Linked DNA regions of Rattus norvegicus: region 1 is linked to region 2. Evidence: chromatin contacts called from public Hi-C data. All regions are on one chromosome and are shown on one strand. Each heading gives the region's core, a stretch centred on a gene start, on an enhancer-like site or on the middle of the called end of the contact. The rest is flanking DNA. Distances are from core to core; before and after follow the strand shown.

The links. Hi-C and Micro-C count contacts between places; a contact is called where the count stands out from the background.
Region 1: a Hi-C map of kidney shows a contact between it and region 2, with 1.9 times the contacts expected there. The contact joins the enhancer-like site here to the promoter of Rnf19al1 in region 2. A contact is called at or near these places in 2 of 12 Hi-C or Micro-C datasets (kidney and liver).

The regions. Positions count from the first base shown.
Region 1 is chr7:69,419,881-69,424,489 of GRCr8, forward strand. No RefSeq gene overlaps it. Among named protein-coding and RNA genes, the nearest start is that of Rnf19a, 72 kb to the left of the region's middle. Within about 2 kb of position 2,756, at least 6 of the 93 cell types and tissues checked have an H3K27ac peak or open chromatin away from gene starts, as enhancers often do. A contact at or near this core is called in kidney, where this site is marked.
Region 2 is chr7:69,346,752-69,351,126 of GRCr8, forward strand. Rnf19al1 (ring finger protein 19A, RBR E3 ubiquitin protein ligase like 1) reads left to right here and starts at 1,495. Exons shown (of 5, transcript XM_039080605.2): 1 at 1,495-1,533; 2 at 2,742-4,152. The coding sequence starts at 1,495. The coding sequence ends at 3,698. Rnf19a (ring finger protein 19A, RBR E3 ubiquitin protein ligase) reads right to left here and starts at 3,474. Exons shown (of 10, transcript NM_001130560.1): 1 at 3,320-3,474.

The DNA of each region.
Region 1 (4,609 bases), core at 1,506-4,005, 74 kb after region 2:
GAAGGGGATACAACAGGAAGTTCTTAGGAACTGCCAAGACAATACTTTTGAGCATCTGTGCCTCTGTTTCTAAAATTAGCCATTAGAGAAAACTTCCTTCTTCCTAAAATGCCATAATAGCAAATTATCTTAATAACAAGAAATCTGTTTGGGGCACCGGCAGGGCTGGCTGAAGGCACACCAGAGTCTGGCAAGCCACAGCTTTCATCACAGAACTGAAAACCTCACGAACTTTATGGTGAAAGTAATCGCACAGTGTGGAATTTAATAGCGGGAAATAGCAAGAAAGCCGTATTTGTAACAAGGTGTGCATGAAAAGATAAGGAGTCTAATGGAAAACTACTAATGCTGGTTTTAAGTTAAATAAAGTTCCTTTGCCTGAGTTTCCGGATTTAAATTCTTTCCATGTTTAGCTTTGAAAAAATATTTTCCCTACCTGGGCTGCAGAGATACCTCAGTGGTTACAAGGCCTTGTTATGGTGGCTGAAGAGATGGCTTAGTGGTTAAAAGGGCTTGCTGTCCCTACAGAGGACCTGGGTTCAACTCCTGCCACCCACACGGAACAACTGCCTGCAGCAACACCAGTTCCAGAGAACCCCATGCCTTCTGGCGTCCTCGGCTCCTGCAGGTACTCAGTGCACGTGAAGTCAGGCAGGTACAGACCCTTGCTATGCAACCCATCTAAGCATTCATGTAACAAACCAGGCATCTGGGGCACACCTGTCTTTGTGTTTCATAAAAAAAAAAGAACCAGGATATGTTTGGCAGAGTGAGATATGATGAGGTCGAGGGGGGTGCCTCTGCAGGCCCATGCTGAGGCATCCCTCCCCCTGAGGGACCTGCCACACGAAGGGATAGTAAAAACAGAGTTTATTTCAGGCATGGAAGGGGAGTTGAGGAGGTGGAAGAGATAGAGAAAGGCAGAGCGAGAGTGAGAGCGAGAGTGGGAGCGGGAGAGCGAGAGAGCGAGAGGGAAAGAGAGCGAGCGAGAGCGAGAGCGAGAGCGAAAGAGAGAGAGAGAGAGAGAGAGAGAGAGAGAGAGAGAGAGAGAGAGAGAGAGATTGCCAGGTAACTGTGGGGTGGAGGCTAGAAGGAATGACAACACCCGTAACTCAGCTCTGATGAAGGCAGACTCTGGGGTTTGCAAGTTTCCAGTTCAAGGCCATCAAGCCCCAGGTTGAAGGAGGGACCAGCATCAAAGGAGTAAGCAGAGAATGACATAGAAGGACATCCAGTACTCTCTTCTAGTCTCCACATGCCCACACACCTATCACACACACACACACACACACACACACACACACAATACGTAGATAAATAAACAAATTAACATTTCCCTATGTATATTCATTGGAGGATGCTACAAAATAATTTTTATTTGTTTTTCCCTGTGATATTCATATGAGGATATTATTAGAACATTTAAAATGTTTTATCTTACAAAATAAAATTTCCCAGAATAAAGTTTCCCAGATGGAAATTGTCAGTTTGTGCCCTCTGAGGAAAGGCTCAACATTCCGAGCTGTGCCTGTGAGGCGGCTCTGTGTCCCTACCAGCTCCTGCCACCCTTCCCAGTGCCTTTGCTCACTCACCATTCTGATGGGCGCTAAGGCCCAGCTTGGCTGAGTGCCCTGATGGAGATTCTTGGGCATGAATCTTCTTTACAGCCCTTTGAAAGGCACTGCAGGATCCAGCATTAAGGTAAATACCAACCTTCTCCCTGAACAGCCCTCTTTGCCATTTTCCACTGTTGGTCAGTAAGGTGGGGTCAGTGGCTACTGAGACAGAACAACACCCAGCCCCCTGAAGCAGCAGAGCGAGTGATCATTGGGCCTCAAGTCAAACTTAGCGTGTGACATGGAGCTTATAAAAAACAAATGGCCACAAGTTTCCCTAGGAAAAGAAAAGAAAAACAGATTGTTACTTTTGATGGTGTTTGTGATCTCTTCATGTCTATCCTTGAGACTCAAGATAAAACTTTCCCCTGTTTTGTTCTGAGATTCTGTAGTCAGAGCCTAAATCCTCCTGACAGGGTGGGTGAGGTACCAGGGAGAACTAGGAAAGCCCCAGACAGGTTCTGAGCAGCCCAGCAGAGTCTGAGCTGGACTATCCTACTGCAAGCACCACGGCAGACAATGAGATTTACTTAGACCCTGGCTTCCTGAAAGAGAACAATAATGTCTGAGCCAAGCCCCGGGAGGTGGCGCATGAATAAAATAGTCTCTCTTAAGTACACAGAGTCCATGAAGTGTACTTTGCCTGCTTTTAGAAGACTGGGTTCTTGATACTTCTCCGAATCAGTTAGACTACTGTGGAACAAGCAGCCCTTGGCGGTGGATGGATGGTGGTTTAGCCATTTCAGCTATGTTTACTGAGGTCTCGGGCAAGCTTCCTCAAGCCAGTGTTCCTGGGCTGCTCACAGGACAAAATAATGGTATGTTAGCTACAGTCCTCACAAGAGGCTATGTGGAAGCGTAGTAATGTGGATCCTCTTCCCCCACCTCCCCCCAGAACAAGCCCAGTGAGAATGTCTGCAGTTTAGATGAAATAAAAGTGACTGACAAACCAGTACACGTAGCATTAATGATTTCTATGGTGGGACCTGGATTTCCCAAGTTAAGCTTTTAAGAGAGACAAGAGCCAAATGACTTCTATTTCTGAGCTGTAGCAGGCTGATCACTATTCTAAACCCTCCTCCCGTCTGCCCCAGCCTCGCCCCGTCAGACTGAGGACAGCTGAAGATGAAGATTAGAGTTGCAGAGTCACTGAGGTGTCCTTCCAGCCTGCTTGGCAGCCATGCTGCTTGCTTAGCTTACGAGTTCCCCTCCCCGAGGACTCCAGAGACAGCCAGGACGCTGCAGGAGCTAAACTGTAGGAAGCAGGCCCTCAAGTCAATCCACAGACCCTCAAGAGAATTAATTCACTTTGCCGCACTTGGGCTAAATTACTGTCCTTATCTCTATCCATTTCCCGAGTTTCATCTGAGAAGAGTGTTGGGTCGCTCAGTCAAGTCTTGGACAACTTGGACAACTTTCATAGTTTCTCTTTACTGTCTACCAGTTAAACGAAAACGGCTGGGGAGGCTGACGCCGGGACACAGTCCTGTGTCAAAGCTGTCCAGATTTCTTCCTGGTTTGCTCTTTTCTTTCTGCTATGTCCTTGATCACAGTCTCAGCCTGGATCTATTAGAATATTACAAATGTGCTTTCATTTGTTCATATTTTGTCTTAAAACCATCTTATCTTTGGACAACCAGAATCATGATATCAGGATTAGTCAGTTTATTCAAATAGACCTTGTCCTTTGAGTTAAAAGGAGCTAAGTTAGCAGAGAGTAAACCCAGGCAGTCTCTTCTGTGCGCACAGATGCACTGAGAAAGTGACCCCCAAGGACTTCGCCAACCTACTGGGAAAACAGCACACCAGGCCCAGGATTCAGAGCTGCATCCCCTGTGCCCTCTCTGCCGTCCTGCTCTGCAAGCAGGCGCACAGTAGGACAATTTGTCAGCAGTGCTCATTCCTTTGATAACAAGCACAAGTCATAACCAGTTTATACATGCTCATAAGAGGAAACAGTAAGATGTTAGCCTATCATTTTTAACTGGTTTTGTTAATTAGTAGAGATATCCAAGCATTTAATAATTCACTGATGTTTCCTAAGTAGACTCTGTGGCTGAGGTGAAGCAGACAGTAAATAATGTTCTGTGGACAGGAAGTGGACTGAGGACACCTAGAAAATTCAGTGAGCAATCTAGATTTGGGTGCCTAAGCTCCCCAGAGAATTTCTGTGTTGGCTAAGCCTTATAAACCCCCCTACACACACACACACACACACACACACACCTCATAAATCCTGCTATAAGAGTAATATCTGTGTTTTTCAGAAACTTTGGAAAATACAGAAGAAAAAAATCACCTATATTTTTATTATCCACTGGGAATTTTCTTTTTAGGTTTACATACATATCCTAACACAATGTCTGACATGGCAATGTCATGCCACAGTGCTTTAATGAAACTGCCCTGATGACTAAACCCATCTCTAGTTCACACAATACCCATGTGCTCCAGACTACCTGGGTGGCAAGCCCCAGCCTTGGGAGTTTGCACAAAGACAAAAGAAAGCTTACGACTCTAGCCAAGGTTTTATTTCCAGTCTAAACAAGAATTTTCTTGGGTGACTTCATATTTATGGTGTAACTCCAGCTCAACGGTGAATTCAGGCCTCCCCCAGACAGGACAAGAGCTGAGCCCACAAGGCACAGGGACCTTCAAGGAATGGATCAGGACAAAGACTTTAACTAAGAAGCTCGTGGGTAATCAGCCCTCTTCCTACCGTTACTCAGACGAAAGCACAAATACTCTCCAGGGATACTGAGGGCTGTGTGGAGAAAATGTAACTGTTTTATGGTGTGGACTCATGTCTATGAAGTGTACACGGTTGACAATGGCTTTCTTACAGTGCTATCTTAGGCTACAGCTTTCACATGCTCGATTCTGCCTTCTTCCCAGGAAAGCTGCAAGCATCGATAAGGTGATCAGTCGTGCGGAGCTTGGCTTTGAAAGGGTCAAATTTGGGGACTCGGTCTCTTAGCGAATTTCTCACAGTT
Region 2 (4,375 bases), core at 245-2,744:
AAGTCTTAAACACCTAAAATTATTTCAATGCCTTTTTGGTTGAAGTCTGCCACCATCTGAAATACAGATGTGCTAGGCAATGAATATTCTCCTTCACTCTTTAGCTGCACAGGTGCGCTCACTTATGTTTCAACGTTATGCACCTTCCATCATTTAACAAAGAATTGGCACAGTGACTTAAAAAGAAAGGAAAATTATTCCTAGTTGGAGGGGGAGAACTGCCTAGGTAAAGAAAATTCAGTTATTCATAACTAATCTAATTAATATTTGCCAGATAGGAGTCAAGCAGTCTCTTAGCCAGAGTGCTCCCTATATGAGCATGAGCCTTTTAAGACTGGCTATTTGTTCTGAAGAACTAGCCAGACAAATGGAATCAATGTTCTATGCAATCAAATATTACTTTAGAAATTCAACTTTGGCTGTTAGCCCAGGATGCCCAAGGACTTTTGTTTTGTTTTGTTTTTTAGCTAAACCTCAACTATAAAAATCAATAAAAGAGTGTAAGCTTAGTCATTAAGAACTGGCCTGCATTTGACAACTGTCACCTACAGTACCATCTGGAAGACAAGGAACAATCCTCTAAAATTTTCTGTTTTCTGAGTATGGAAGATATAAATGAGTAACTATGACATAAAGGTACCCAAATTTATCACAAGCTTACTCCAAGCCAAGCACTCGACTCGGGACGTTTACAAGTGATCACAATTATTTTGTCTTCTCCATTTCTCAACCTTCAGTGCCCTCCAGATGATGGTGATGACTGATGATTGGTGTTACTGTTGCTGCTTGCCATGGGGTCTAACTAAATTGCTCAGTTAGCTTCTAACAATGTTCCCACCTGGATCCTAGAGTAACTAACTACATTACAAGCAGATACTAACAAAGAGATGGGAGGCAAGTGATTAGAGAATATGTTTATGAGGTGGTATGGGCTGACTAAAAACTAAATGATTTCTGAGCTATATCTAAGAGTTTAGGAAAACCCAAGGCTTGTCATACAAATATACAAGATCCTTTTCAAAAGACAAAAAAGAAGAAAAAATAAAGGTAAAAAGCTTAAAGCTTGTCTCAAGCAAAGAGGGCGGAGGTAGTAGGATACTTGCCTAGCTTATGTAAGGCCCTATCCTCAGGACTAGCCTCATATACACCCACACAAACACCTGCCTAAAATTATGCACACATCTACATCCCATTAAAGTACAGTGGTGTCTCCAAGCCTAGCAAAGGGGAATAGGCCTTTAATACTATCAGGGGCAAGAACCTAGTGAGTTCAAAGCCAGCGTTGTATACATAGCAAGATCAAGACCAACCAACCAAGTTACATGGTGAAACCCTTTCTCCAAAAAAAAAAAAAAAAAAAAAAAAGGGGGCTGAGGATTTAGCTCAGTGGTAGAGCGCTTACCTAGGAAGGGCAAGGCCCTGGGTTCGGTCCCCAGCTCCGAAAAAAAAGAACCAAAAAAAAAAAAAAAAAGTGGTGGGGGCGGGGGCACGGCAATGACTCCTGAGTACATTATACTCACAACAACAGCAAAAGTACTGTTTGGACGCAGTGTTCAAACATGGCAAGTCAAGACCATTTACTTTCTACCTGGTGCTTAAGTATCGTTAAAAACACTTAAATAGAAAATAATATGGTACTATCATTTTGCCAGATTAAAAAAGGTACAGAAAATTCAACACATTGCCACAAATATTCAAAATTAAATTCTAACATTTGCTAGGCAACAGTATAATGAACAATTCTTTATAATTTTAATGTTCGACTGAGGCATCTCCAAGACGAGACGCCTCATGCAGCTATTTCAGTAAGGCACAGGCTTGTTTCAACTTCTAAAATAATCCTGCAATTTAAAAAAAATTAACCCTATGGGGTTCTAGAATGAGAATCGATAAAATATTAGAAAAAGTACACTCAGGTTAGCTGCCATATGCATTCTTCCTCAGAAAGACACCTTCCAATGACATTAAAATTTTCCATGGTCACATGAAATTTAAGGTTACACTGTATACAGTATTTTTTTTTAAAGGCTTGCTTTTGTTTTGCATAATTTGGTTTGTAAGTCTCAAGACTTAATACCAAATTTTTGTCCATAAAATTGTATGTACCAAGTAAAGAACATTTGAAAGTAAGGACATCGCCATTTTCTAATTATTTACATTTTGATTCAATACAGACATTTCCGTGTTAAATAAGCTTAAGCAGGCAAATATGGAAATGACTAGAATTACAAACAGAAGCAGTAGGATGTGCACAGAGACCGGTTTACAGCAAAACCGGAAAGGGAAAAAAAGACAAGTATATCGTCACACTACATACAATGAAAAGGGTCAAGAAATCCAGGTTAAAATAAGAAATAATCAAAGACTAGACTGACAGGTACACACATACCAAAGTAGAATGAGGAAGATCAAAATATTTTGAAGGCACCAAACAAGGGAAGGACAGCTTTCATGCCTCCCGTTTGCCTTTCTAGCCAACCACTAGGTTTGAAAATTGCAGCGGCATTTAAAGGCCGTCCTTTCTAACATTACCAACATTCTGCGACATTCTCAACAGTAAACCCTACACAAAGTAAAGCACCGTCGTGTATTTCTATCTCCAAGGGCGCCAACGAACAAAAATTAAACCTTTCTTTCTCCCATACATAGGCTTCACCATCCTCTTCCCTCTTTTAAGCTGCCCTTGTCTCAGGATTAATGAACCCTAAACCACTTCTTCCCATTAATGGAAATGGAAAAAGAGAAGAGAGCAACAGCAGAGTGGAATCCCAGATCGAAGGGAAAACTGGCAATTCAAAGTGGTGGCCTCACTCCGGGTGAGGGCAGGGAACACCCCGGAGGTGGAGTCCCGGAAGACCCCCGTTCACTCGTTCATCCCCAGGCCACACGGCTTTCCCCGCCGGTGCCAGAGCGTGTGCGCGATCTCCGATCGCAAAGGAGGCGGTCATCTCCCCGCCGCCCTCCCGGGCCCCAGGCGGCAGGCATCGGGGGCGAAGTCCGCGGCGCCCAGTGTGCGGCGAGGCCCAGAAAGAGTCCCGTTAGAGCCGATTTCACCCGTCAGGAATGCGCTCCGCCCCCGCCGCCTCCCTACGGCGGCCGCCCTCCGGTCTAGTCCGCTCCGCTTCCCCGGAACGCTCGGGGCAGCGCCGCGGACAGCCACAACGCGGTCGGAGCCGCAGGCCCGGCCCCCCACGTCCCGATCCACACCCCGGAGACGGCCGCGCCGTTGTCCCAGCCCAAGTAAGAGGCCTGAGCGGCGCCTCGAATCCCCATCCGTAGGGGAGCCGCCCGGCCCCTGCGGCTCCGGCGCCCGCCGTACCTCAGCTCCTCAGGGCGGCGGCGGCGCAGGGCGGCCGGTGAGCAGGCCCATCCCGCGGAGGCAAAACGCGGAGGAAGAACGGAGGACGGCTCTTCAGCACCGCCGCGGAACCTTCTCAGCTAGGGAGAGAGCTGCCGGTGGAACGGTTGCGGGCGGCCGCTTTCCCGAACTCCCCTCAGTGACTCCAGCCGGACGGTCGCAGCCGGGAACCAACACAGCAACTGCCATTCTCCCCCGCCCTCGCCCTCAAGCCCCGCCCCCTCCACCCCCTCCTGCCCCACCCGGCGTGGCCCCGCCCAGCGCGCCTTGCGTCTTGGCGTCACGCCCCGCCCCGTCCCCACCTCCTCGGCCGGCCGCGGTTACCTCTGGGACGCGGTAGTAGTTCCTTGGCTTGGGCACGTTCCCCTCGCGCTGCGCGCTCTCGCCGCCGTCCCTCCCGCGGGCTGCGACTCACTCTGAGTGCGCCGGGCCGTTGGGCGGGAGACACCCTTCTTGTAACCCCGACCCGGTCTCCGTGAGGTAACCAAAGGGGACGGCGGGAGCCGCGCCCCAGATGGAGCGCGTCCTGGAATCGAGGACCCTGTCTCGGCTTTTCGCAGCCTGTTTTCACCTCTTTGTTTCTCACTGTTCACCTGCTTGAGTGGCGCCCTCCTGAGAGCAGAGCCAAAGTGTGGAGGCCGGGTTCTGCTACTCTCAGACTCTCGGTCCCCAAAGAAATATCTCCGCCCTTGTCAATGTCTGATATAGTCAGTTACTTTGCCCGTGTGCTCCATTCTCTTCCAGCTTTTGATCCAGTCGGACACCCTTTGAACTTTTCACCTACACAAGACTTGGTATAGACTAGTTGAATAAACAGATTCTTTTCCTTTCCGAATCACATCCTCTCCTAGTTTATTTCTCTTGAAGACTTAGATCATTTCCTTAGAACACTGAGAAATGAATGTGATGGGTGCCAAAATGTCCATCCACCATCTGTTTCTTAAGCTAAATATATCACTCGATCCTTATTTTAGTGTGTCTAAACTAGAAACTAGCCAAGGAGCCATATCTTTTCAA